Linked DNA regions of Mus musculus: regions 1, 3, 4, 5, 6 and 7 are each linked to region 2. The links are chromatin contacts, called in public HiChIP or PLAC-seq and promoter capture Hi-C maps. All regions are on one chromosome and are shown on one strand. Each heading gives the region's core, a stretch centred on a gene start, on an enhancer-like site or on the middle of the called end of the contact. The rest is flanking DNA. Distances are from core to core; before and after follow the strand shown.

The links. Promoter capture Hi-C pulls out the DNA fragments that hold promoters and counts their contacts. HiChIP or PLAC-seq counts read pairs in DNA pulled down with a chosen protein or histone mark.
Region 1: a contact with region 2 is called in a promoter capture Hi-C map of pre-B cells, with 4 times the contacts expected there. The contact joins the promoter of Cox5b here to the promoter of Fam168b in region 2. A contact is called at or near these places in 2 of 39 promoter capture datasets (hippocampal neurons and pre-B cells), 1 of 115 datasets of contacts at active chromatin or transcription factors (astrocytes) and 1 of 9 other capture datasets (adipose tissue).
Region 3: a promoter capture Hi-C map of pre-B cells shows a contact between it and region 2, with 5 times the contacts expected there. The contact joins the promoter of Kansl3 here to the promoter of Fam168b in region 2. A contact is called at or near these places in 9 of 39 promoter capture datasets (the 3T3-L1 cell line, 3T3-L1-derived adipocytes, the C10 cell line and 6 more), 1 of 484 Hi-C or Micro-C datasets (pre-B cells), 3 of 115 datasets of contacts at active chromatin or transcription factors (astrocytes, large pre-B cells and pancreatic cancer cells) and 1 of 9 other capture datasets (adipose tissue).
Region 4: a promoter capture Hi-C map of pre-B cells shows a contact between it and region 2, with 4 times the contacts expected there. The contact joins the promoter of Cnnm3 here to the promoter of Fam168b in region 2. A contact is called at or near these places in 3 of 39 promoter capture datasets (cranial neural crest, pre-B cells and second pharyngeal arch cranial neural crest) and 1 of 115 datasets of contacts at active chromatin or transcription factors (astrocytes).
Region 5: a contact with region 2 is called in a promoter capture Hi-C map of pre-B cells, with 5 times the contacts expected there. The contact joins the promoter of Cnnm4 here to the promoter of Fam168b in region 2. A contact is called at or near these places in 10 of 39 promoter capture datasets (the 3T3-L1 cell line, the C10 cell line, the HPC-7 cell line and 6 more), 1 of 484 Hi-C or Micro-C datasets (the HPC-7 cell line), 4 of 115 datasets of contacts at active chromatin or transcription factors (the NIH/3T3 cell line, embryonic forebrain, large pre-B cells and 1 more) and 2 of 9 other capture datasets (adipose tissue and liver).
Region 6: a FOXA1 HiChIP or PLAC-seq map of pancreatic cancer cells shows a contact between it and region 2. The contact joins the enhancer-like site here to the promoter of Fam168b in region 2. A contact is called at or near these places in 3 of 39 promoter capture datasets (the 3T3-L1 cell line, hippocampal neurons and pre-B cells) and 3 of 115 datasets of contacts at active chromatin or transcription factors (the NIH/3T3 cell line, large pre-B cells and pancreatic cancer cells).
Region 7: a contact with region 2 is called in a promoter capture Hi-C map of pre-B cells, with 6 times the contacts expected there. The contact joins the promoter of Lman2l here to the promoter of Fam168b in region 2. A contact is called at or near these places in 3 of 39 promoter capture datasets (cranial neural crest, hippocampal neurons and pre-B cells) and 3 of 115 datasets of contacts at active chromatin or transcription factors (astrocytes, extraembryonic endoderm stem cells and pancreatic cancer cells).

Annotation. Positions count from the first base shown.
Region 1 is chr1:36,689,504-36,693,150 of GRCm38.p6, reverse strand. Cox5b (cytochrome c oxidase subunit 5B) reads right to left here and starts at 1,664. Exons shown (of 4, transcript NM_009942.2): 1 at 1,462-1,664; 2 at 867-940; 3 at 601-700. The coding sequence starts at 1,564.
Region 2 is chr1:34,841,243-34,844,689 of GRCm38.p6, reverse strand. It overlaps Fam168b (family with sequence similarity 168, member B), which reads left to right and starts at 1,640. Exons shown (of 7, transcript NM_174997.2): 1 at 1,640-1,862.
Region 3 is chr1:36,367,712-36,370,997 of GRCm38.p6, reverse strand. It overlaps Kansl3 (KAT8 regulatory NSL complex subunit 3), which reads left to right and starts at 1,817. Exons shown (of 22, transcript NM_001310513.1): 1 at 1,817-1,893; 2 at 2,964-3,229. The coding sequence starts at 3,015.
Region 4 is chr1:36,509,651-36,513,243 of GRCm38.p6, reverse strand. It overlaps Cnnm3 (cyclin M3), which reads right to left and starts at 1,377. Exons shown (of 8, transcript NM_053186.3): 1 at 91-1,377. The coding sequence starts at 1,333.
Region 5 is chr1:36,470,113-36,473,437 of GRCm38.p6, reverse strand. It overlaps Cnnm4 (cyclin M4), which reads right to left and starts at 1,841. Exons shown (of 7, transcript NM_033570.2): 1 at 353-1,841. The coding sequence starts at 1,745. Gm33454 (predicted gene, 33454) reads left to right here and starts at 1,669. Exons shown (of 3, transcript NR_168706.1): 1 at 1,669-1,976.
Region 6 is chr1:36,491,310-36,494,566 of GRCm38.p6, reverse strand. All of the region lies in intron 1 of Cnnm4 (cyclin M4), which reads right to left. Among named protein-coding and RNA genes, the nearest start is that of Cnnm3, 19 kb to the left of the region's middle. Within about 2 kb of position 1,961, at least 67 of the 459 cell types and tissues checked have an H3K27ac peak or open chromatin away from gene starts, as enhancers often do. A contact at or near this core is called in pancreatic cancer cells, where this site is marked.
Region 7 is chr1:36,443,585-36,447,364 of GRCm38.p6, reverse strand. It overlaps Lman2l (lectin, mannose-binding 2-like), which reads left to right and starts at 2,094. Exons shown (of 8, transcript NM_001013374.2): 1 at 2,094-2,315; 2 at 3,756-3,780. The coding sequence starts at 2,132.

The DNA of each region.
Region 1 (3,647 bases), core at 415-2,914, 1.8 Mb before region 2:
GGGAGGCTTTCAGCATTCACCTCTTTCCTACAGACACTTCGGACACAGCAACAAAACTGCCACTGACTAGGAGACCACTTCACGCTCCGCTCCTTCAAATGAAAAAGCGGGGATGCATTTACCTGTGAGTAAGATAACCTTGTATGGGGTCACTGTAGGTTCTAACAATTCCAGTCCCTATGCAAAATTCCAAAACAGGATCTGTACTCATGTGTATCCCTAGTGCTTGAAACAAACAGTACCTGGCATATGTATGTACATACGTGTGTGTGTGTGTGTAAATAATCTGGGCTGGAAAGATAGTTCAGCAATTAAAAGCATGGACTGCTCTTCCAGAGGACCTGAGTTCAATTCCCAGTAGCCACAGCAAAGTGGCTCACAGCCTTGCTTGTAACTACAGCTCCAGGGTCATCTGCCTTCTGTGACTTCTCATGCATACTGAGACTTAAGACAGTCAACAACCCTTACAACAATGTATACACATATTTACATTTTTACACACATACAGTCCATCATACACACATATCTGAAGCAATTTATAGACATTCTGTGAGGCAGGTTATAAACAAATGGGCCAGAAAATAAAAACAAAGTGCTTACAGATGCAGCCCACTATTCTCTTGTTGCTGATGGACGGGACTAGATTAGGGTCTTCCTTGGTGCCTGAAGCTGCCTTTGGAGGTAGCATATTGTATGGGTCCTGAAAGAGACAAGAGTTGACTATTTATGACAGATAACGCCTGCCACTGCACTGCAAAAGGGCCGTTCCTACAAGCTGGGTTGTCAGGACCAGACGCTGGCTGACAGGAACTCCTCTAATCCCATCCAAGCCCCAGGGCTCCAGAGGACACAGCATTTCTCCTTACCAGTCCCTTCTGTGCTGCTATCATGATCTCCCTCTCCAGCCCAGTAGCCTGCTCCTCATCAGTGGGGACACCACCTAGAAGAAGAAAAATGAGCTACGGCAATTGATATGACCACGATGGATACACGATAAAAAGATCAACACGGGAAAGGTGACGTTATCCGCTTCTTTGGTGGGTTCCCAAGCTACCCATTCCCACAGTCCCCTAAGCCCACTGAGGCATGACTCCCAAGCCATACCGTTTTTCCCTTCCCACCGCGGAAGCTTGGTTGTCGACTTTCCCTACAATCAAGTCATGAGAGTATACTGGCTGGTGGCGGGCAAGGGATTTGAATGTTGGTCCAGCGCTTTTTCAGCCCTCCAAGTCCTTGTGTTCCAAGGTCACCCGGCACCTTCCAGTGAGGGCACTTTGAAAGCGGGTTCGATCGGGTGGGCGGCCGAAATTACAGCAAGACCGGACAGAGCGCCGGCTCCCGGAGCCTAAGGTGGTCAGCAGGGCTCGAGAGAACGCTAATGGCCGACCCCGCTCGACCGCCCATCACCAACCACGCCGGAGGCCATGGACACCGGCCTGTCCCGCCCAGCTGGTCACGTACCTCCAGAAGCCATGGAGCGGGTCACGGCCGCGCCACGGGGGCCGTGGGCCCTCAGGGCCTGCGCCGCCAAAGCGCCCACTCCGCGAAGTAACCTTGAAGCCATCTCGCCCGAGACAAGCAGATGCACTTCCGGGAACAGGCTGAGCAAGATGGGCGGGACTTCCGTTGGTGGGAGTCTAACAACGCCCGGTCAGTCTTCCGCTTCCTGCCCCGACCAGCCGAAGCAGCGCTAAAAGTAGACGCCGCACATGCGCAGTTCTGCCTCTTCGTGGGCCGCGCAGACTCCCGCCGCCTCCGGGGCGTGGCGTCAGTCACCCTGACAGCTAGCGGCTTTCGGGTTCATGACCTGTCCGCTTGAGTGTTCGCGCCCAGTGTCCCAGCCACATAGTAGTTCTTGTAGTGGAGGTGCTGTGGAAGCCGAAGTTCCCGCAGTCAAGGGCTTCCACCACGAATCATACAACCTTGGGCGTGAGCTCAGGAAGCCTGTTGTGTTTGTTATGCCTGTTAGCCACGGGTTCGAGACTGCAGACAGCTTTAGTTGTTACCAAATTGTTGCAATGGCCCACTCCGTCAGAAATTGACAGTACACCCCCCCACACACACAGTCTTAGCCTCAATTCCCTCCTCCACTCTGTTTTGTTTTGTTTTTTAAGCACGGTATCACTATGTAGCCTGGCTGACCTTTAACTCCCTATGTAGATCAGGGTGGTCTAAAGCTCACAGAGATCTGGTTACCTCTGCTGGGATTAAAGCTGTTGCACCGTCCTCAGTTTTCCTCCTATAGTAATGTTATGGGAGGTGATGGTGTTGGCCCCAGGGACAAGGATGAGGGGGGTGCGGGGGGTGCGGTGCAGAAGGGCTTTGGAGGCATAGATGTAGGATACCTCCTGATGGCCACTCCACCACGATGAGGATACTAGGAGGAGGAGGGACAGAAAGAAAGTTAATAATGCAACTGGAAATGACAATAGGCACCGTGGCCAGAAGTCTCTAATTTAGACAGAAAACGTCCTCCATTGCTCAGTGTTGCACACAGGTAAAGCCTGACAACTCACGGCAGAGCGTTCACTAGATTTCCAAACACTGGCTTCTTCGATTTATTCTCGTTGTGGAACATTCCTGAAACACTATGGCTGCATACAGTATCTATGCTTCCCTAATTGCGTCCCAGTGATGAAATCTTAAGTACCTTGCAGAGGCCTGACATAATAATATCAAATGACTTTTAGTAAATCCTGCCGCTTGGACCAAAAATATAGTTTATAGAGCTTGTGACTACAAAAGGTCAAGTTGAGGAAAACTACAAAGGACTAAATTCCTGGGTGTTGTCACCTACCCCTTGTAGGTTATTTTCAAAAGGGTCTGGTGGAACATTCCTTCAGAGGAACTAACCTGGTCTTCATGGCTGCCCTCAACCAAGAAAAAAAAATAGCCTATAATGAGGCACCAAATTTCTTGACTGTGAAGATGGGCTTACACTTTGCATAGTTTTCATTTTTACTTCCTTGTCTCCACTACAATCATCTGGATTAATTCCTAATTCAAGGCATCTTTCCTCCAATGAACCCATTATTGATTTGTGTCCACATTAAGAGGGAAAACCCCAGTCAGCCCCATCAGCCAGCTCCACCATCTTTCCTCCTTTAGAGAACACTCAGGAAAACCAAGACTAGATGTCTTTGTTAGGGTGAAGAGACACTGTGACCACGGCAACACTTATGAAGGAAAACATTTAATTGGGGCTGGTTTACAATTCAGAGGTTTAGCCCGTTATCATCATGGAGGGAAGCAGGGCAGCATCCAGGCAGACATGGTGCTGGAGGAGATGCTGAGAGTTCTACCTCAGGATCCACAGGCAGAAGGAAGTGAGAGACGCTGGGTCTGGCTTGGGCTTTTGAACCCTCAAAGCCCACCTGCAGAGACACACTTCTGCCAACAAGGCCATAGTTCTTAATCTCTGTCAAGTAATGCCACTCCCTAATGACGAAGCCTTCAAATATATGAGACCATGGAGGCCATTCTTAGTCAATGTGCATCAAAAGCACATTGTAAAAAAAAAATCATATAACACAAACAACACAAGCTGGCAATTTGGCATTTATTCTTTCTGTCCCCGACCCACACTAAGCCAGATTTTTCTCAGCCTCAGCACAATTAATATTTTGAGCCTGGAGATGATTTGAAGC
Region 2 (3,447 bases), core at 391-2,890:
TAATGGAGACTGTTCTCTTTCACTAGTGGGCTCTGAGGACCCCCAGGCTTCAGTGCAAAGCTTTTTAACCTGCTAATCCCACTTCCTTGCCCCTCCAATCAGTGTTCCTCATAGGCATTGTTGGTGGCTTTTGACAAGAGAAGTTCTTTACTCCATATTTAGAAATGAACTTCCCCATGTTCTCTTCTTTTTTGTTTCCACACTTAAAAATGTATGCCTTTTTTAAAAGTTGGAATCTATTCTGGTGCATGAGTTACAGATACAGTCTATACGTTTGTGGTGGCCCCAGTACCAATAATTTAGTGATCCTTCTTCATCCTCAGCTAGTCATGTTTGCTGTGGAAAAAAAATGGTGGGAAAAGCCAGGCATGGTGGCACATGTCCTTAATCCCAGCACTTAAGGGCAGAGGCAGGCAAATCTCTGAGTCTGTGTAGCATACACAGTGTCAGCTCTCAGGCTAGCAGCCAAGACATCAACATGTAGATTTTTTTTTTGAACCTTTAAGATCCAAATAATAGCACCTAGTGATATGAAATATTTTATTAGATGTCAACTTCTCCCAATTGTTTTAGTATACTTCTGGATTTCCCATTACATTCCATTGGTTCATTATTTGTGCACTAGTGAGCTTATCGGCTGCAGCCTTTAAATATGCTTTCATATCTGATAGGAAGCTTAACTGCCCCTTTTTTACTATTCTCTATTCCCAAACATTTCCTAGCATGCATACTTGATGTTGACTTTTCTGTTTTGTGAAGCCAGTGTGGTTTGGGGCTTGCTCTAAGTGCTTGTTATTTCTTAGCTCTGTGACAGATGCAAGCTTACCGGGGTAAAAATCTTTTTGGTGGCCTTGGAACTGAAAGATCAAAAAGAAAAGAGGGTGGAGAGATGCCTCAGTGATTATTTTTCTTCTCTAGACAGAATTTTTCTGCATAGCCTTGGCTGATATCAATCCTTAGACCAAGTTGGCCTCTAACTTAGAGATCCCCCTGCCTCTGCGTCCCAAATGTTGGGGTTAAAGGCTATGTTTGCTGCTTGCTCTTATAGAGCACCTGGGTTCAATTCACAGAATGGTTCATAAACATCTGTAACTCCCTCTTCTGACCTCTGTAGGCGTTAAGCAGGTACTTGGCAGTGAACACACATTCTTGCAGGCGAAACACTCACACACAAAACGAATACATCTTTTTAAAGGGGGGTGGGGAATCCCAGAGATGGCTCAGAGAAGTTTCCATCACCACCGCACGTAGGAAAGCTAGAAATCCCCTGTAACTCCAGCTAGAGAGGATCACATGCCAGCACTCTTGTGAACAACCCCACACACAGCTACACACTTACACGCATATTAAAAATAAAATCTTAGGACTGTGCTCGGTGGCTGTCGCTTTAAGGCCAGTACTCTAGAGGTAGATGCAGGAAGAGCTGTAAATTCAAGGCCATCCTGGTCCAAAACCAAACAAGGACAAAACAGGGGAAATGCTTACAACGGGCCATAACTACTTTCTACAAGGATGTTTGCAGCCCGGTTTTAGCCGGAGCTTGAGCGGAGGCTCGCAGTCTAGGCGCGCGTCCTAGCATCCGGGCATCTCGCGCAAGCCTCTCGGGGCGCGCGCGCGCAGCTGCGTCACGTGCCCGGCGCGCCCCCGGCTGGCGCGCGGCGGGCGGAAGTGAGGTCGTGGGCTGCGGTGTCTGCGCAGCGTCGGCGGGAGCGGGGGCCGCGGCGAGGCTGGCGGGCGGGCGGGAGGCAGCGCGGGCCTAGCGGTCGGCCGCAACCGAGCGTCGTCTGGGCACTGCCCGTCGCCGAGCCCCACGCCGTGCCGGCTCGGGCCGGCGCGCGCCGGTCCCGGAGGCTCAGGCCACCGTGAGTACGGGAAGCATGGGGGCGGCAGCTCGGGGCGGGCGGGCGGGCGCGGGCCGGAAGTGCGGCGCTTTGTGCAGCGCCTGGTCGGGCCGCGCGGGGAGCAGGGGCGCCGCTTTGTCCGCGGCGGGCCGGGGGGCGGGGCGGGAAGGTCGCGGGGCCGCCGCAGACCCGGCGATCCCCCTCTCGCTGGAAAACGTGGGCTTCGGAGGGTACCTTAGCAAAGGAAGGACGTTCCGGGCCGTGGCCCAGGTTCATCTGAAAAAAGAGAAGGACGACCTGCCAGCGCGTCCTCGGCTGGGTGTTCTCTCTCGTGGTATCTCCTGCATTGTCTGAGCTGATTGTTTTAAGCACTCACGTAAACATCTTGGAGTGTTCTGCGTGCAAGGAGGTTTGCTAGTGAAAAGGTTCACATGTGCGCATACACACCTTACATTTAAAAAAAATTTAAAAAAAGAAAAAAAGGTTTGGGCAGTTCCTATGCCTTAAACTCTCCACTTCGCCTTGTGTAAGATGAGATGATTTTCTGTAGTATGACAAGATTTTAAATTAGAGTAGTTCTGGTGCAAGTAATTAGGACGGCCTTTAAAACTTCGGTAGGTCAAAGGCTAATGAGTGGTTTTCCCTTTGACAGCCAAGATTTGAGAAATCTAGGCCACCTTTCCTAATGCCGAAGCTACTGTGGTGGAAATCGTTGAAGGGCTTGCTTTCTTTAGTCTTTGTATAAAGCTGGCTCATTTTTTTTTTTTCGGTAGTGTCTGTAGTTTACTCGTGCAGCATTTTTGGAATGTTTTGACATGTGAGAAAAGCTTTACGGGTGTTAAAATTAATTGTAACCAGAACCAAATGAAAGTTAAGGTCTAGTAGGCGGGGGCTTCAGGGTTTTGAGTTGCTTGTCTCTGCATTCACCTAGGAGGTGTTGAGAAGCGGTTGATAGAATTGCCCTTCTCCTGACCTCCTGCCCCTAAGGGTGGAAGTGACCGTCTGTATAAGGCCAGTGCCTGGAACCCAGGAAGGAGGAGGAAACCGCTGGCTGCTGTTACTGGACTTTTCTCCAGTCTCAGATTGGTTTGGGCTAGCTCTACACCTGCCTTTCTGTCCATTTTAATGTTAGACAGAGATGAGAAGAAGAAGAAAAAAAATGCATGTTAAAAATAATTTTCGAAGGTCCTATGGTTTAAGGGAGTTGTCTTCCTAGCTTGTCTTATAGACGGTTAATTTTTATGGCCCAGCTGAGAACAGTTTCGAAGCATGAATGTGTTAGTGTCTCAGTAGTGATGCCTGGCTTCTGTCTGTGTTCTGTAGTTTTGTTTGTTTGAGATCAGACTTCTCTACAGAAAAGCCCGACGTTGTCTGGGAAGGGCACAGACAGCAGTGAATGCTGAATTTGGTGGACTAGAGAGTTTTCTTGCAAGACTACTCTCCTTGCTATCAGACATAAGGAAAACTTTCCAATGCTGATATTTTTCTAATCAATCTGTAATTTACTTATTTAAGCATCTATCTCTGGGATAGAGACAGTTACAGCACCATGAAATTCGTGTTGATATGAAACACTAGTAAGACCTTTAAAATGTTGCAGTTACCA
Region 3 (3,286 bases), core at 568-3,067, 1.5 Mb before region 2:
TAGAAACATTTTGTAGCTTAATTTTCCCGACCCCTCTACCTTATTTAAGCCTAAATGGGATGGCAACTGAGTGTTTAAAACAGTGTTCTATGGTGGTGCAGGCCTATAATCCGGACACTTGAAAAGAAGAGGGGCAGAAGAGTCAGAAGTTCAAGGGCAACCAGGAAGTGGTGGGCATGCGCAGAAGACGGATCTCTGTGTTTGAGGCTAGCCTGGCCAACAGAGCTTGTTCCAGGACAGCAGGGCTCCATAGAGAAACTCTGTCTCAAAACACAAAACAAAAACAAAAACAAAACAAAAACAACCAACCAAACAAAATCAAAACCCAAATCGAACCAAACCATCAACCAAATTCAAGGTCTTCCCTGGCTGCATAGCTAGAATGAGCCTAGCCTGAGATACATGGGACCCTGTCTCTCCATCCCCTCCATAAATGAAAAAACAACCAATAACACTGAGTTCTAAGACCGGGAGGTGGGGGTCGCTCATAGTAATTGCCATCAAGAAATCAATGGAGCTCTTGACAGGTGGCAGAAATAATTGACTGCATTCCCCTGGCAACCTGGTGAATCAGGGTTTAGGCATTTGCACATTTCAAAGTTGAGAAAAAGGCTGAGCCAAGCAGTTAAAAGTCGAACCTTAAATTCATTGTTTTTAATAGCTGAGTAGTACTCCACTGTGTAAATGTACCACATTTTCTGTATCCATTCCTCTGTTGAGGGACATCCGGGTTCTTTCCAACTTCTGGCTATTATAAATAAGGCTGCTATGAACATAGTGGAGCATGTGTTCTTATTACCAGTTGGAACATCTGGATACATGCCCAGGAGAGGTATTGCTGGATTCTCTGGTAGTACTATGTCCAATTTTCTGAGGAACCACCAGACTGATTTCCAGAGTGGTTGTACAAGCTTGCAATCCCACCAGCAATGGAGGAGTGTTCCTCTTTCTCCACATCCTTGCAAGTATCTGCTGTCACCTGAATTTTTAATCTTAGCCATTCTGATGGTGTGAGGTGGAATCTCAGGGTTGTTTTGATTTGCATTTCCCTGATGATTAAGGATGTTGAACATTTTTTCAGGTGCTTCTCAGCCATTTGGTATTCCTCAGTTGAGAATTCTTTGTTTAGCTCTGAGCCCCATTTTTAATGGGGTTATTTGGTTTTCTTTAGTCCATGTTTTTGAGTTCTTTATATATATTGGATATTAGTCCCCTATCTGATTTAGGATTGGTAAAGATCCTTTTAAATACCTAATTAAAAAAACCTGGGGGAAAAAAAAATTGAACCTTACATCTGTCCTCTGCCTCATCTTCCACCTCATCCTAGTCTGAGCTGTACCAGTTTCTTATTAAACTCCGCAGAGCCCTAGAATTGTATCCCAACATTCTGCAAAGCTTTCCCTCCCTCTCTTCATCTCCCCATCTCTCTGGTTTGCTTTGAGGTCTTGAGACAGGGTGTCATGGTGTAGCTCAGGTTGTTCTGGAACTCACCTCGATCCTCCTGTCTCAGCCTCCAGAGAGTGCTAGGATTATAAACCCCGATGGGCTGAAATAAACCCCACCCGCACACTGCAAATTGAACCCAGCTCTGTAACAGGGAAGGGGACACCGAGCGCTGGGGTGGTCTGAACTATCTTGCTCTTTGTCCTCACTTTTCCCACAGAAAACGCAGAGGGAGAACGTCTCTGCCCCGGGAGTCGCGCGCGCTTTCCGCGTTCCCCACAGGTTAGCCAGGTCCCGGGCGCGGATCCGCTCCGGGCTTTGCCGCTCGCCGCCGCGCGGTTCCGGGAGAGCGATCTGCTTCCGCGTTTTCCTCAGAGCCCAAGGCGCCGGGAGGTAAGGCGCACGCGCATTGGGGTCCGGCTCGGGCGAGCGCGCGGCCGACAACTGCGGGTGAGACGCGGTTTTGCCCCGGCGCGGGTGGTGGCCCGTGGGGTTCCAGGCGTTGGGCGGCGGGCTCGGAGAAGCCCTCGGGGCTCCGCGGGCATGAGGGGTCGGGGGCTGAAGCCGCGGGCCAGGCCGGGCCGGCCGGGCGGGGCGCGGGAGGCAGACGCGGCGCTGGGGCGGCCGAGGCGCGAGGCCGAGGAGGGCCCCGGGAGGGGAGGTGGGGCCGGGCGGCTCCTCCTCGCCGGGAACTCGGGATGACCTTGGCCGAGTCGTCCGGGCTCCGGGGCCGCCGCCCGGGTGGGCCGTTTTGAGGTTCTGCGGTTCCGTGGCGGGAACCTCTCAGAGGAGCGGGCCGTTTGCTGGGCGCCTCGCCGAGGGAGGGCGAAGGAGGAGAGGCCTTCTGAGGGCCCGGCCGGGCTGAGGGCGGGCTCTAGTTTTTCTCTTCCCAAAACTCCGGAGTACCATGAGGTTGATGCAAACCTTTGGTGGAGCGTGACCCTAGGAGAGTCCCCTTGACCTCAGCCCAAAGCAATGAAGCTTGGAGGCCCGCGGTGCCCGCCTGTTGTGCTGGGGCCACCCGAGCAGACCAGCCCTGCCCACGTCCTGTTTAGGGGACGAAAAGTAGGGACCTTTAGCTTTTGATGAATTCATGTTTGTGATCCCTCTGGTTTGCAAAAACCTTTACCACCCAGGAAGAAAATTGCCCAGCAAATTTAGGTTTTTGTTTTTGAGATGGGATCTCAATATATTGCTCTGGCTGTCCTGGAACCCACTCTGTAGACTAGGCTGCCCTTGAACTCCCGGAGATCCGTCTGCTTCCGCCTCCCCAGTGCTGGGATTAAAGGCGTGCGTCACCACGCCTTGGCAATTGCAAAGGTCATGTTTTTGTGAACTGTGGAGTCTTGTCAGTTTACAGTTATAAAATTGTGTATGGCACCGTTCTGTTTGGTGGCGGTGTGGGAGGACACATAGATGTGCATAATCAAAGATCGAATGCTGAGCATAAAGACATGTTTTGATAGTGAAAGTTGGGAGAAATGGAAGCTATTGAATTCACAAGCCCCCTTTCACTGCAGGTGACTAGCATGCAGATATTCACACCCTGACTTGGCTGCTTGACTACTGACATGGCCCACCGGGGTGGGGAGAGGGACTTCCAGACTTCAGCTCGGCGGATGGGTACCTCCCTGCTCTTCCAGCTTTCAGTGCATGAGCGGGAACTGGACCTCGTTTTCCTGGATCATAGCTATGCAAAACCGTGGAGTGCCCACCCAGATGCCAGTAGTGCCCGCCCCACCCGCATGCTCTTTGTAACCCCCCGTCGGCAGCAGGAGAATACTATGTGAGTTTGAGAATACCATGTGAGTTTGGGTTTCCTTCTTAAGGAAGTGATGCGTGG
Region 4 (3,593 bases), core at 128-2,627, 1.7 Mb before region 2:
AAAAGGTGGGTCTTTAAATATTTCCAAAGGTCATTCGCAGGTACAAGGCCATCACTTTCTGGGGCCTTTCTAACAGGGGCGTCCCCTTACCTCGCTTGAACTCCTCCAGGACAGCGTCCAGTTTGGTATCGTTGAAGACAAAGTGGAGTGGATGGTTGTAGAAGCGGGTGATGGTGCTGAGCGGTGTGCAGTCCTCGGGCTCAACGATAGCCAAGTCTTTGAGGTAGAGCATGTCCACGATGTTGGAGCGCTCCTCCTCGTACACTGGGATGCGCGTGTGGCCGCTCTGCATGATGCTGGCGAGGACGCTGAAGTCTAGGACAGTGCCGGAGTCCAGCATAAAGCAGTCTTCGAGCGGCGTGAGCACGTCCTCCACGGTCCGGGAGCGCAGCACTCCCTTGCTGAGGTCGCTGTAGGGGTCGCCGCCGCCGCGCGCCAGCTCCAGCACGCGCTCCCGCAGACGCCCCGGCCGCGCTGCCAGCTCCAGCAGCTGCCCGACCGGCAGCGCCACGGGCAAGGTGAGCAGCACCGCCAGGCGGCTGAGGCCCAACGCGCGCGGCGCCAGCGCCAGCGCCCAGCGTCCGCTCACGGCGGCCGGCAGCACCTCACCCACCAGGAACACCAGCCCCGCGCAACCCAGCACGGCGGGCACGGCGCGCTGGCCCGCCGCCCCGTACAGCAGCACGGCCAGTGCCGCCTGCGCCAGGCTGGCCAGAAGCAGCAGCGCGCCCAGGGCGCAGCCGGCCCAGCGCCGCGCGGGTTCCAGGCGCCGCGCCGCCGCGCGCTCCGCCTCCGAGCCGCTCTCGCGCAGCACCTGCACCTCGGCCGGCGCCAGCGCCAGCGCGCTCAGCTGCAGGCCGCGCGCCACCGCCGCCAGGGCCAGCAGCCCGGCCGCCCCCAGCCCCAGCGCCCAGGGCGGCGCCGCCTCCTCCGCGGCCCCACCACCCGGCTCCACGCGCACCGCCAGCAGCGCGGAGCGCGGGTGGCCGGCCTCGGCGCGCAGGCGCAGCAGCGCGCGCCACTCGCCCGTCGGGGCGGCCGCCTCCTCGGGCTCCGTGGCCCGTCCGCCCTCCGGGCAGCCTGCGCCCTCGGCGGCTACCCAGGTCCAGGAGCTGTTGGCCAAGCCGGAGCAGAAGAGTCGCAAGCACAAAGTGGCCTCTGGCGCTGCCCTTCCGCGCAGGGAGCCCGCGCCCGGTGCGCTGTCCTCTTCCGTGCAGAAGTTCAGCAGTCCCGCGCCCGGCGCCGGCGCCGCCTCCCCTGCGGTGCTGCCCAGACAGAACGCGGCAAGCACCCAGCCCAACCAACCCACCACAGCCGCAGCAGCCGCCGCCATGGCCTGCTACCCCTTCTGGGCCTCGGGCGCAGCCTACCCCACTCACCCGCGCCTCTGTTGTTGCAGCCAATCGGCGCGGGCCTCCGCGTCACTTTGACCAATAAGCGGCTGGCGGGGGCGGGCTCTGGGGAGAACTAGGCTGCGCCGGGGAGTAAACAAGCGGCGCGGGGCGGGGCGAGCCGGAGGGGCGTGGGGCTCCGCAGGCAAGGGAGGACGCGGGGCGGCTGTCTGGGACGGCCTCGGAGTTCCCGGCGCGTGTGGACGAGCAAAGGAAGGTCATTAACCCTCTGGCCAGCAAGGCTAAGGGCTGAATAAGAACCAGGGACTGGGCACAGGGAAACCTGGAGTCGTTTGTTTAAAACATTTTCTTATCATTTGTATTTGTATGTGGGTTTGCGCTTGCGAGGGCAGTGCTTTGGGCAGACGCAAGAGGGCGTCGAATTCCCCCTGGAGCTGGAGTTCCAAGCTAATGGGAAGCTGTGCTGGGAACTGAACTCTGGTCCTCAGCACACATTCTTAACCTCACCCAGCTCTATTGGTTTGTTTTAAAGCTAAAGTCTCTTAGCTTTGCGTTGGGCTCTGTGGATATCAAGACAGACACCTGCTTTTGAGGAAGATGCCTTGATAGGAAGGTCCATAGTAAATACTCAAACCCAGAAAAATCTGTTTCCTTGAATCTTCACACTTGTTTCATGTAATTAAGCTTACAATAAAACGATGTTTAGAGACTGATTCTGTGTGCCTTTGGTTTCTGACATGCACCTGACATTCGGGTCATTCAGCCATGCAGGGAGATAGCAGCTGTCAGGAATTTCCATACATGCTAGCTTCACAACCACAGTTTATTCTGATTCCTCGGGTTGAGAAAGCTGTTTGAGAGGGTTCTTTTTGTCCTTATTTTGGAAGACACCTGCATGATCAGATGGAGCATTCTTCGTTCATTGTATGTGGTCTTTATGGGATTAGCTTCTCTATGGGTATCCCTGTTTTTTGCATTTTTCTCTCTACTTTCTCCCTAAATGTACTAAGACATGTACACATCTTATACATATGTTTTGTTTTGTTTTGTGTCTGTGTGGGCCCAAGTGTATGTATGTGTGTTGTGTATGCAGGTGCCGAAGGAGGCTAGAAGAGGGCACTACATCCCCTGGAACTAGAGTTGACATTTGTGAGCCACCATGTTGGTTCTGGGAACCAGGCCTTCTGCAAGAGTGGTAAGTGCTCTTAACCACTGAGTCCATCTCTCCAGCCTCTTGAATTTTTTTTCTAAAATGGATTCTGTAGACATAACTGAAACAGTCCCACATGGCATATGTGCATACACGCAAACATACACATACAAACATCAATTTTTTTTTTGAGACAGTGTTTCTCTGTGTAGCCCTGGCTGTCCTGGAACTCTGTAGACCAGGCTGGCCTCGAACTCAGAAATCCACCTGCCTCTGCCTCCCAAGTGCTGGGATTAAAGACATGTGCCACTACTGCCTGGCCAAACATCAATTTTAAAATAACAATAAAAAAATGTAACAAAGCAAACACCTCATAAATGGGGGCAAGGTATGATCTCCCTGGCTAGCTTGTGCATCTTAGCTCCATGTGCTCTTCATTTGCTCGTGTGACAAGCATTTCCTACACTGAGTGTGTGCGGGACAGGTAACTTCCCAAAGGCTGGAACTCTGGCAGGGACAACAGCTTCCACCCTCGTGGTGCTCAGAACCAGTGCTGGGATCCCAGGAAACATTTTAAGACCCGGTTGGAAGTGTTATAAGGAGAGGACGAGGAAACATTGGGGAGATGATGCTAACGGAGATGTAGGTAATCAAGGAGGGAACATTTGAACAGAGGTTGATATGAGGGGCAAGCCTTATAAGGTCTGGGAAGAAAGGTCCCAGAGAGAAGTGACAGGAGGGGCGAAGGCCTGGGACAATGATCTCTTCCCCACAAAGCTAGAGCAGCTGGTATGTCGCAGGGGTTCAGCACCAAACACACTTGTGATGGACAACAGACCGCTCCAACTTTATCCCATCTCTGTATACACGGCTCCAACTTCATCCCATCCCTGTATACACATTTCTACGTTAGCCTTTCATTTGGGGTATTCTTTCCATTGCCTACCCAAGTGCAAATCTTTTTCCCCTGATGGCAGGGCCTTCCTTTGTAGCCTAGGCTGGCCTCAAATTCCTGATGCTACTGCCTCAGTCTCTTGTGTGCTGAGATGACACGTGCCAGCACGAACAGCTTACCCAGGGTACTGGAAGAA
Region 5 (3,325 bases), core at 592-3,091, 1.6 Mb before region 2:
GCTCCCTGGCTACTTCCCCACCCACCCAGGAGGCCTGGTGGCTGCCTCATTTCAGGCATGAATGAGCCTTACCCTGTCTCCCTTCACCAGCTCCAGACAAGTGTATCTCCTTCAGCTTTGATTCAACTAAGCACAGAACACAGTGCCTGGCAGAAGGCAAAGGCTTGAGAACCGCTTCTGCTGCGCCTGATAACGTTCACACCAGAAGCATAGGAAGCCATGGACAGGGGGACCCAGAATAAATCGCACAAACAGAAGAGTAAAACCTGCAGACAGAGAGCATGCAGGGGATGCTTCAGGGGAACGAGAGGTATCAAAAGGACATTTAACCAGGAGCTACACCAGTCCTTACCCTTCTTAAATTCCTCTAGCATGGCATCCAGCTTGGTGTCATGAAAAACAAAATGTACCGGGTGGTTGTAGAAGCGAGTGATGGTCTTGAGCGGGGTGCAGTCATCCGGGTCAACAAAAGCCAAGTCTTTGACATACAGGATATCTACAATATTGGATTGCTCATCTTCAAACACAGGAATGCGAGTGTAGCCACTCTCCATAATCTCCGACATGGTGTTGAAGTCCAGAATGGCATCACTGCGGATCATGAAGCAGTCGTGTAGCTGGGTCATGATATCCTCCACAGTTTTGGTCCTTAGTTCCAGGGCACCCTGGATCATATTTAACTCCTCCTTCACCAAGTCATTATAGGGCTCTGTCACCTTCAACATCTCCATCAGCTTCTCCCGATTGTAAACAGTGCGAATCTCCTGACCTAAGACGAAGTCCAGGAGTTTGCTAATGGGGAAACTCAAGGGAAAAGTGAGGAGCATAAAGACTTTGGTGAGAACAATAGTGTTGGCACCCACAGCCAGCCCGTGCCGGGAGCACAGGGCTTGAGGTAAGATCTCCCCAAAGATGACAATGCCAATGGTAGAGGAGGCCACTGCCATGATGCCAGACCCGATGAGGTTGTCTAGAAGGATGGTGAGGGAGGTGTTGACTAGCACGTTCCCCAGGAGCAGCGAGCAGAGCAGGTAGTTGCCCTTGCGCCTGATGGGCTCTATCTTGCGAGCATACTTTCTCTCCTTCTCAGTTCCACAGTTCTGCACGATGCGCAGCTCCATCGGGTCCAGGGCCATAAGCCCCAGGTTGAGGCCAGAAAAGATGCCCGACAGCACCAACAGCACCATAACGAGAAGGATGTGCAGCCAGAGCGGCAGAAACCTCCCATGCTCCTCCACCATGAAGAGCAGGGAGTCCTTGTCCGTCCATCTGGTCCAGGGCCCGTCGGCCCGGGGCCGGGTGCACAGCGCGTACAGCTTCATGTTCTCGCTCCTCCGCAGGAACTTGGTAATCACCACTAGCATCCCCGACGTGTTCCCGCGGCTCACGTTGACCAGCCGCTGGACCACTAAGTCCTTGGTGAGCTCCAGGCAGTTGGTGGAGTTGTGGACCGCCTCGGCGTCGTCCACCTCGGTGAAGGAGATCAGGTTGCTGGAGATATCGCCCAGGCTGTGGCCATAGAGCCTCAAGTTCACCGTGCTGCCCTCGGACACGAAGATGATGCCATCCGGGTTCATCCCGCACGACTTGTTGCAGCTCGCTAGCCTCATGCCTAGGATCACGCTCTGCTGGGGGCTGCTCTGGCCGCTGGCCGCCCGCGTCCATAGCAGCAGCAGCGCAGCCAGGAGGAGGCGCCCTCGGGCCGGCCAGCCGTCCCGCCGCCCGCCCCCGCCCCCCGGCGCCATGTTGCTCCGGCCCCGCCGCTGCCCGCGCCCCGCCGCGCGCCTCACTCGGCGCCTCCGCTCCTGCCCTCCTGCCGCTCCGCTGCCGCCGCGCCAACTGCCCCAGCCGAGGACCTGACGTCAGACCGCGCCCCGCCCGCCCCGCCCCGCCGCCCCACGCCCCTTATTTGCATGCGATGTCCCGCCCCTACCCACGGCTCGCGCGCCCGGCTTAAGGAGGTCTGCGCCCTTAAGGTAGAACGGCGCGGGGCGAGCGCGGGAGCCCGCAGCGGGGGTGCGCCCAGCCAAGCTTCCGCGCGGCACCGGGCTTCTCCCGCGCTCCTCCTTAGGGAGCCCGGCTCCCAAGCCCCACGCGCTCGGTTGCTTCCGGGTCCCCTGCACTCTGTCGCTCCGTTCTGGGGCGGGTGGTGCTTCTCCGCGGGCACAGCGAGAAAAATGCATTTCCTGGTTTAGAAAAAGAAAAGGGAACCTGAGGGTTCAGGCTGGCGTTACAGCCTCCTTACTTCTGGGATTTTCGTTGACCTTGACCCAATGCCAGAAATAGGTTGTCACTGCCCCCGAAGTCCCCCAGCCCACTCCTCGGTTCTGTCTAGACCCCTAAGGTGCTGAGGGACCAGGCTCTGACCTAGGTTTTTCACCTGTCATTTCTATTTAGGGATGAGTTTTCATTGAACATGTACTCTTGTTTCATACTCTAACGATACGGCAATGAACAAGCCAAAATTCTTGCACATCTTTAGTTTACAGCCTATCATCAGAAAAATGGCAGTAAACAAGACAAGCCATACGGGGGCAGGAGGGGGAGCGCAATAAGCAAGTAAACACACACAGGAACACTAAGTGTTTTACTTCTTACAGATGCAAATTTTGAACCTAGGCACAAAATCCTAGGCCTTTCAGATCTTCACCGTTAATCCTAGTCCCTGTCTGTAAATGGCGGTAAGAATGACTGGTTTTTTTTTTTTTGTTTTGTTTTTGTTTTTTGTTTTTTGTTTGTTTTTTTTTTTTTTTTTTTTTGAGACAAGGTCTTACATAGCCCGATATGGCTTTGAACTCTTCAAATCTGAGGCTGACCTTGAACTCCCGATCCTATGTCCATTACCTCCCAAGTGCAGGGTTTACAGATATGCACCACCATGCCTGGATTGATTTTATTGTTTAGTTATGGTTTTAGTTTTTAATTTGACGGCAGGAAGAGTGATAACACAGCATCACCTGGCTAAGCACGTGAGAACAACTGGCTTACACACCGAATATGACATAACAACTCTCTGTGAATAGTCTTTGCCTGTGTAGTAATAGTTGTTGCTGCCTGCTCTTTCAGGACCATACCCTTAACCCCAAATTGTGGTGACTGGCCAGCTGAGGCAGCTGCTTGTGGAAATGAACTGAGGGGTGGGGCTGCTGTTCTAGCCTTGAGATCACTGCTTCCTGGTCAGCCCCACTTGGATGTCATCCGGCAGCTATGAACTCAGTGTGTGGGGATGACCACAGCTATCCACCCACAGCTGTCCACCCTGTGAAGGGCAGGACACGGATGACAAACATCCTTACCTCAGTTGCAAGAGCTATACTAAGCACAA
Region 6 (3,257 bases), core at 712-3,211, 1.6 Mb before region 2:
GACAGGACAAAACTAGGGATGTCACCCAAGACAACCAAGTTCATAGTTTGCTAACTCTAGTTTATAGTTTATGTGGATTCTAACTCTCATAGGAGTGCATTTTAATGAAGTACCTCACTTTGATGTTGAGGATCATTCAATTAGATAATGGAACTTGAGCTGTGGCTGAAATAAGAAATTAAGAGTATTTAAATGATGCATTTACAGCTGGAAATTTCACTTCTCAAAGAGGAAATATAACAAAGTACTAATATTTGGTTGTCCATATATAATTGCTGGTACTTGGCTAATTTTAGCCCCAAAACAGCAGTTTCATATTGTGTAACCTGAGGATGGGCTTTCTCATTATTCCCTTTTTTATACAGACATTCCACATTTCCATAACTAACTGTATTAATTTTATAGTCAAAAGGAACACACAAAGTAACTTTAGAAAGAAGAGGCTCTGAGAGTGGAGGCTATCGCGATGGCTCAGCGCTAAGCACGTGAGTTGCTCTTTCAGGACTGGTGGCTCACAACTGCCAGAAACTACAACTCTAGGACATTTACCATCCTTTTCTGGCCTCCACAGGTACCTGCATGCGTGTGCATATGCTCACACACAGACACAGACACAAAAACACATAAAAATAAATAAATAATAAGACAGCACTCTAAGGTCTGCAAGATGGCTTGGTGGGTAAGGGTGTGGCCCAGCCTGAGGCTTGAGTTTAATACAGAGAACCCACCTGGTGGAGCGAACAGACAGCAAGCCAAAGTTAACTTCTGACATATGCACATGTGCATCATAGCATGCACATGCCCTCACACATAGAAATAAAGCAAAATGCAAGGAAATACTGTAAAAACATTCTAACACTGCTTCTCCCGATGTCCTAAGTACCAGCACTGTTTGAAAAGGGGACAGTTGAGTGGGAGGGACCACAGGAAAGAGGCACCCTAGAATCCTGGCTGTCCTTAAGTGTATCAGGTCCTACCTTGAGGCAAGCTTGCCCACTCTACCCTTTACTGACCTTTGTCCCAGAACTAGCCAGGAGGAACCTTCCCCTTCCCAGCCAGCCATAAGTGAGTTTCCACTCCCCCACTCCACCCCACCCCACCCCACCCTACCCCACCCCTGCCCTATGGCCCTGATTCACACGGAAGGGGTTAAAAGGTGGAGGCAGAGGGAGAAAGAACCTATAACCCAAGTCCCTCGGCGACACCCTTTGCTTCCAGCTTTCCCGTGTCGCATCTGGTTTTGTTTAGTTCAGTTTTCTGAGACAGGGTCTCATATAGGCCAAGTTCACCTTGAATTCACTATGTAGCATATGATGGCCTTAAACTTCTCATCCTCCTGCCTTACATAAGTATGCCACCATCCCCAGCTGTGGCACATCTGTCATCTCTGCCCGAAGCTTACACATCGTCCCAGCTAACCCTGAAGGCTTCCTTATACCCAGTATGCAGGAGCTCCAAACCCCCACCCAGATTTTAAAAGGGAGTCTCCAGAGCCCTAGAAGGCCAGAACCCCACCCTGAACGACACTTATTTTAGCAAACTGCCATGTCTTCCTCCCTCCCATAAAATTTTTTTTTTTTACAATCCATTAAAGACTATAAGGAAATGTGCTACTGGGTTCTGGGTTTCAAAGTCCAAAGGCCCCCATCAGTCTAGCTACTTTTCCCCTGGGAAGAAACCCTGGACCAGACAAGGGATCTTACTATCAGAGATGGTGGCATCCTAGGCGACCTCCTCACTGGGCCACCCAATAAGGCAAAATCCCAAGTTCCCGCAACGGGTCCTGGATGTTAACTTGGTGACTGGACACCACACCTTGGGTCACCGGTCTGCACCTACAGATGGCTGGACACTCTGACTTCCTGGCAACCGGCTCCTTTTCCTCCCTCTCCCCAGGCCTGAGCAGGATTAAGCTGGCTATTAATAGTGCTGACCTCAGCCAGCAGGAGGAGCAGCCGCCCTTCCCAGCTCTTAGGGGTGGGAGAGGCCTGAGCCAGAGTGGGACAAACTCCTTGCCTTCCAGCCTGGGAAGACTGGGGCCATTCATCCACTATCATAGCTTCATCTACGTGGTGACCATGCTCCTCCCAGGCTGGGCGAGTGACCTGGCAGAGGCTAGGAGACCACAAGGCTGTAGTTGCTGGGTAGGCTGTGCTCAGTCATGCTGGGTTTCCTAGGCCGTAGGAAGGCAGTGGGAGGCTGGGAGATGGTGCAGGTGGTAAACTGCTTGCACTGAAGCAAACACAAGGGCCCAAGTGAGAGCCTATGTAAAATAATCATAATTAATCCTAATAAATAACAAAGAAAAAGTGGGGTTGCTGAGCACTGAGAGGAGCCACGTGAGTGGGCAGGCGAGGGAGAGACGTGGCCACATCCCTATTCCCCCAGAGAAGAGACAAGAGAATCAGTCACCCAACTGCCCAGGAGCTCAGGCTGTCCCACAGGCTATGGGAGCTTGAGAGCCATCTGTGGTTCCACAGAAAGGTCTTCAGTTCACAACCCTCTCACCTTAGCCATTCAAACATTAGAGATCACTTTATCCATAGCTTGGGGCTGGCCTGAGACACCCATGCCAAGACAGAAACTGGTCAGTCACAACAGAAAGGAATACTAAAAGAAGCCCTTAATTTAATCTAATTAATTTTATGTATATACCTTAATAATGTCACTTATTATTGTTACGGGTGTATGTATGTTGGGGGTGGAGAGGGTATACCACAGTACATGCAGGAGGTTGGAGGATAACTCTGTGGAGTTGGTTCTCTTTCCATATTTATGTGGCTTCTAGGGTTCTACCTCAGGTAGGTCAGGCTTGTAAAACAAGAGACAGCTCATACGCCCAAATCATATTTTCAATATGAGGGTCTCATGATGGTGCCCAGGCTTCTGTCAAACTCTTGGGTTCCTGGGATCATGTAATCCTCTCACCTTAGCCTCTCCCACAGGCACATGCTGCCATGCCTGGCAATAAGACGACTGTGATTACAGCTGGGCTGGGCAAACCAGTGAGAGAGTTCAGAAATAAAGCCCAGCAATTAGAAGGCAGAGGCAGCCTGGGCTACAGTGAGCTTCAGGCCAACCAAGCTGACCTTGCTTTTAAAACCAACAAAATAAAACCTCCAGTTGGCACACCGGCCGGAGAGAGAGAGAGAGAGAGAGAGAGAGAGAGAGAGAGAGAGAGAGAGAGAGAGAGAGAGAAAGAAATATCAGATTACAAATCTGACATCTAAATCAAAAGCAAAAGGAGACTATTCACT
Region 7 (3,780 bases), core at 845-3,344, 1.6 Mb before region 2:
CTTAGCAGCACAAGGAATGGGGGAAAACCAAGGTAGAGGGGCTAGCCAAACAACAGATAAAAGTCTTCAAAGGTTACATTTTATTATTTAAGCACAACAAAAACAATCTACTTAACAGAGAAATATAGTGGAAATAACTCTTTAAAGCCAATAGAATCCTTACTCTGTACTGGTGACAGGGGTTGGGGGTGTGGAAGTGGGTGGGGTTTGGTATACGAAATAAATAAGAAAGGCCTGTGAGCTGCATTCCTGGATAGGAGAACATGCTTAATATGTTAGTTGAGTTATGTAATTCCGGTGACACCCATTTTAATGGACATGTGTACAGACTGATCTGATCGGTTCCTATGGGGTTTGGGTGGCCAAACTAGGGTGACTGGAAGTTACTCTATGGCCACTGTGGGTCCTAAATGGTTTTGTGGTAAGTGAATGGCAAAGAGATTAACTGCAGTTCCTAAAGTCTTGTCACCATTTATCTGTCTCGAGATAGGGTTGTAAAAGATCGGTAGCTTTGTCAGCTTTCAAGAGTTGATCTTCTCTGAGGCAAGCTCACATCTTGTTTCTCTGTAAAATTTACTCATGTTTGGAAGAGAGTTAGCTTTGACTGTGTCTATTGGGAAGATGTAGACACAAGTCTGATAAGTCCATTGTAGCTATCTATGGACCAGAGTCAGAGCTCAGCAATGCACACACGGTCGGGTCTGAGTGGGGTCGAGGGAGGCCTCCAGGAGGAAGTAGGTAAGAGGAAGCTAGTTTTCTGAAAGAAGTGAGCAATCAGGCAGGAAGCTGGAACTTGGTGAAATATGAACTCTGGGGTGTAGTACAACCAATTTAAGTTTATCCCTGACCAGCTTACAAGTAAGTGAGACTCAGACTATGGTTATTTTATTTGGCTTTGACAGTTTCTAGGGGTAACCCCTAATCTACTCTTCTAACTGCTGGCCTGGCTACCTCCCCAGTGGTACAGCCTAAGTACTTGGCTGCTTCTTCTGGCCATGGACTCATAGTCCATCTCGTCTCCTGGAGGCTTCCTCCCCTTCTTTCGTTCTTCCTCTTCTCCCCTGGTTTCTCTTCCTTCTGCTCTCTTCTCCACCCTCAACTAAGTAACTTAAAACCCACCTACCTCTAATCCCTCCCTCCAGTAATTGGCTGTAGTCAATTCTATTTAACCAATCATTTTAAATCAAGGAACAAGGTTTGCACAATAAAAGCATGTAACCCTGAAAATTCACACAGAATTTAGCATACACTTAATTTCTATAAATATCATCATGTGATGTTGGTTGATTGTGCTCGTCAACCCAGCATGTAACCCAGGCTGCCCTTTACACATTTTACAGTTTGCCAGATGTTTGTTTCTTTGGTTTGGTTTGCCTGTTTGAGACAGTTTGCCAGATGTTTGTTTCTTTGGTTTGGTTTGCCTGTTTGAGACAAGGTTTCTCTGTGTAGCCTTGGCTATTCTAGAACTTGCTCTGTAGACCAGGCTTGCCTCAAACTCAGAGATCCAAATACCGTTGCCTCCAAGCATTGGGATACAATCCGTGCACCACCACCACCCTGGAACCAGTCGTTTCATTCTAATGAATTACTTAGGTCACTCCCTAACTCACTGTGTTGACTTTGAACTCCTCACCTTCCTGCCTCAGTCTCCAGAGTGCTGGGATGACCTAATGCCTTCCCACATCGTAAGTCAAGTTCTTTACCAACACAGCTAGTCTTCAGTTCCTTCCACTCATTTTAGTCACGGATTTGTCTATTTTTCTTTTTACTTCTATGCCCTCTTGGCTGTTAGCTTGGCGGCCAGGTAGGTACAAATGGCAGTGACAATCGGGAAAAAAAAATGTTTTATCGCTTTAAATTTACTATAGAATGCAGAAACAAACTAAGAATCTCTATTACTAGCAGGCCTGGTGAAGCCTGGGACAAAAGCAGAGAAGGGAGTCTGGACATTCGGCAACGCCCCTTGCCTGGGTTGGCAAGGCAACTGCTACTAGTCAGCCAATCGGTGGGATACTCACCTGCGGGGGAGGGAACTCTCCAGGAGCCAATGGGAGATCGGGCCGATGGTTCCGCAGGCCAATGGGTTGGGCCACGGGGCGGGCTTTTTGATGAAGGGCCGGCGGTGGGAAAGATGGCGGCGGCTTCGAGACCCTCCTGGTGGCAGCGGTGGCGGCGGCGCGCGTGGGCTCGGGACGGGGCCAAGCTTTTGCTCTTTCTCCTTCTGTTGGGGTCTGGGCCGGGGCCGCGGCATGTCAGGGCGGGTCAAGCGGTGGAGTACTTGAAACGGGAGCACTCGCTGTCGAAGCCCTACCAGGGTGAGGCGCCCGGGGCGAGGTGGTCGTGCAGGGAGGGCTTGGGGACCGAGTCGGGACTGAGCTCGAGGACGCAGTCCCCGGCGGGAGGGGGCGCCCCGAGGATCTCCGCTCCTTTGAAGAGCCACAGGTCCGAAGGACAAGGGTCCGCCCCCCACCCCCGCCCCTTTCCGAGCGCTAGAAGTTTCTAGTAGGTCTAGGTAGGGCTCTCAGCTGTCACTAGTGTCAGGCTCGAAGGAAGAGGTGTTTGGAGTTGGACAGAAATATGAGGAGAGAGAACTGAGATAAATGAGGGATGGTTGAGGACCATTAGCGATGAGCCGGTGTCGGGATAGAGTGGTGGCTGCTCTGGATAGAAAGCAAGAACCCGGGTAGAACTCGGTCGGACTGAGGAAGGAGAGGGGGAAAAAAGTCTGTTTGCTGGTTAGAACACCTGCTCCTTCCTTCCCAGGCCGCGAGCCCTGATGATGAAAGAGGCTGGTTAGCATTGCTCTCTTCAGGGATTTCTAGATCTCTAAGCACAGCTCAGTGTCAGAAAATTGACACAGGTGTCTACAAAGAAGAGAAATTAATGCTGTTAGAGCTTAATACAAGTTTGTTTTTCTCGCAGAGCTGTGGATAGGGGGTGCAGGAAACACAAATTTAAACTGCAGAAAGCAGTTTGAATTTTTGTTACTAAGATGTCATTTCTGTTACTAAGATGTCATTATTTTACTGGTTGGTTGTAGTACCTCCTTAGTGTTGGTCCCTGCTGATACTATGGGTTAGTCTGGTTTTTCACCCTGGGGGTACTTATACTTAGTCTAAGGGATTTGGGGATAATCAGCTACACTTGAAAGATTGATTTTATTTTATTTTTTAAATTTTATTTATTTATTTATTTATTTATTTATTTTGTTTTTCGAGACAGGGTTTCTCTGTGTAGCCTTGGCTGTCCTGGAACTCACTCTGTAGACCAGGCTGGCCTCGAACTCAGAAATCCGCTTGCCTCTGCCTCCCAAATGCTGGGATTAAAGGTGTGTGCCATCACTGCCCGGCCTGAAAGATTGATTTTAAAAGAATATGTTTAAGCTCATAGGCTTTTGAGAATATATCTCTTTTAATATAAATGACAAAATTTTTGTCCTTTCATAGTGCTAAAGTTCACCCACACATACAGATCTCAACTACTGTTACTGTGCCATGTGTAAATGACAGCTCTGTGGTGGGTTGGATTCTTCAGCTGAAGAATTTAGCTGAAGGAAGTTTGGTGAGATGTCAGGTACCTGTGGTCCAGGAGCCTGAGACAGAATATTGAGACTCACATTCAAAAAGAAAAAGAAAAACATTAATTCATGTATTCATTAATAATACTAAAGGAAAAATAATGGCTCCAGTCTTTGTAGGATCTGGCTTTGTGAACCAATTGATGAAGACTATGGGCTGATTCTCCCCTCCCCATAGGTGTGGGAACAAGCAGTTCTTCGCT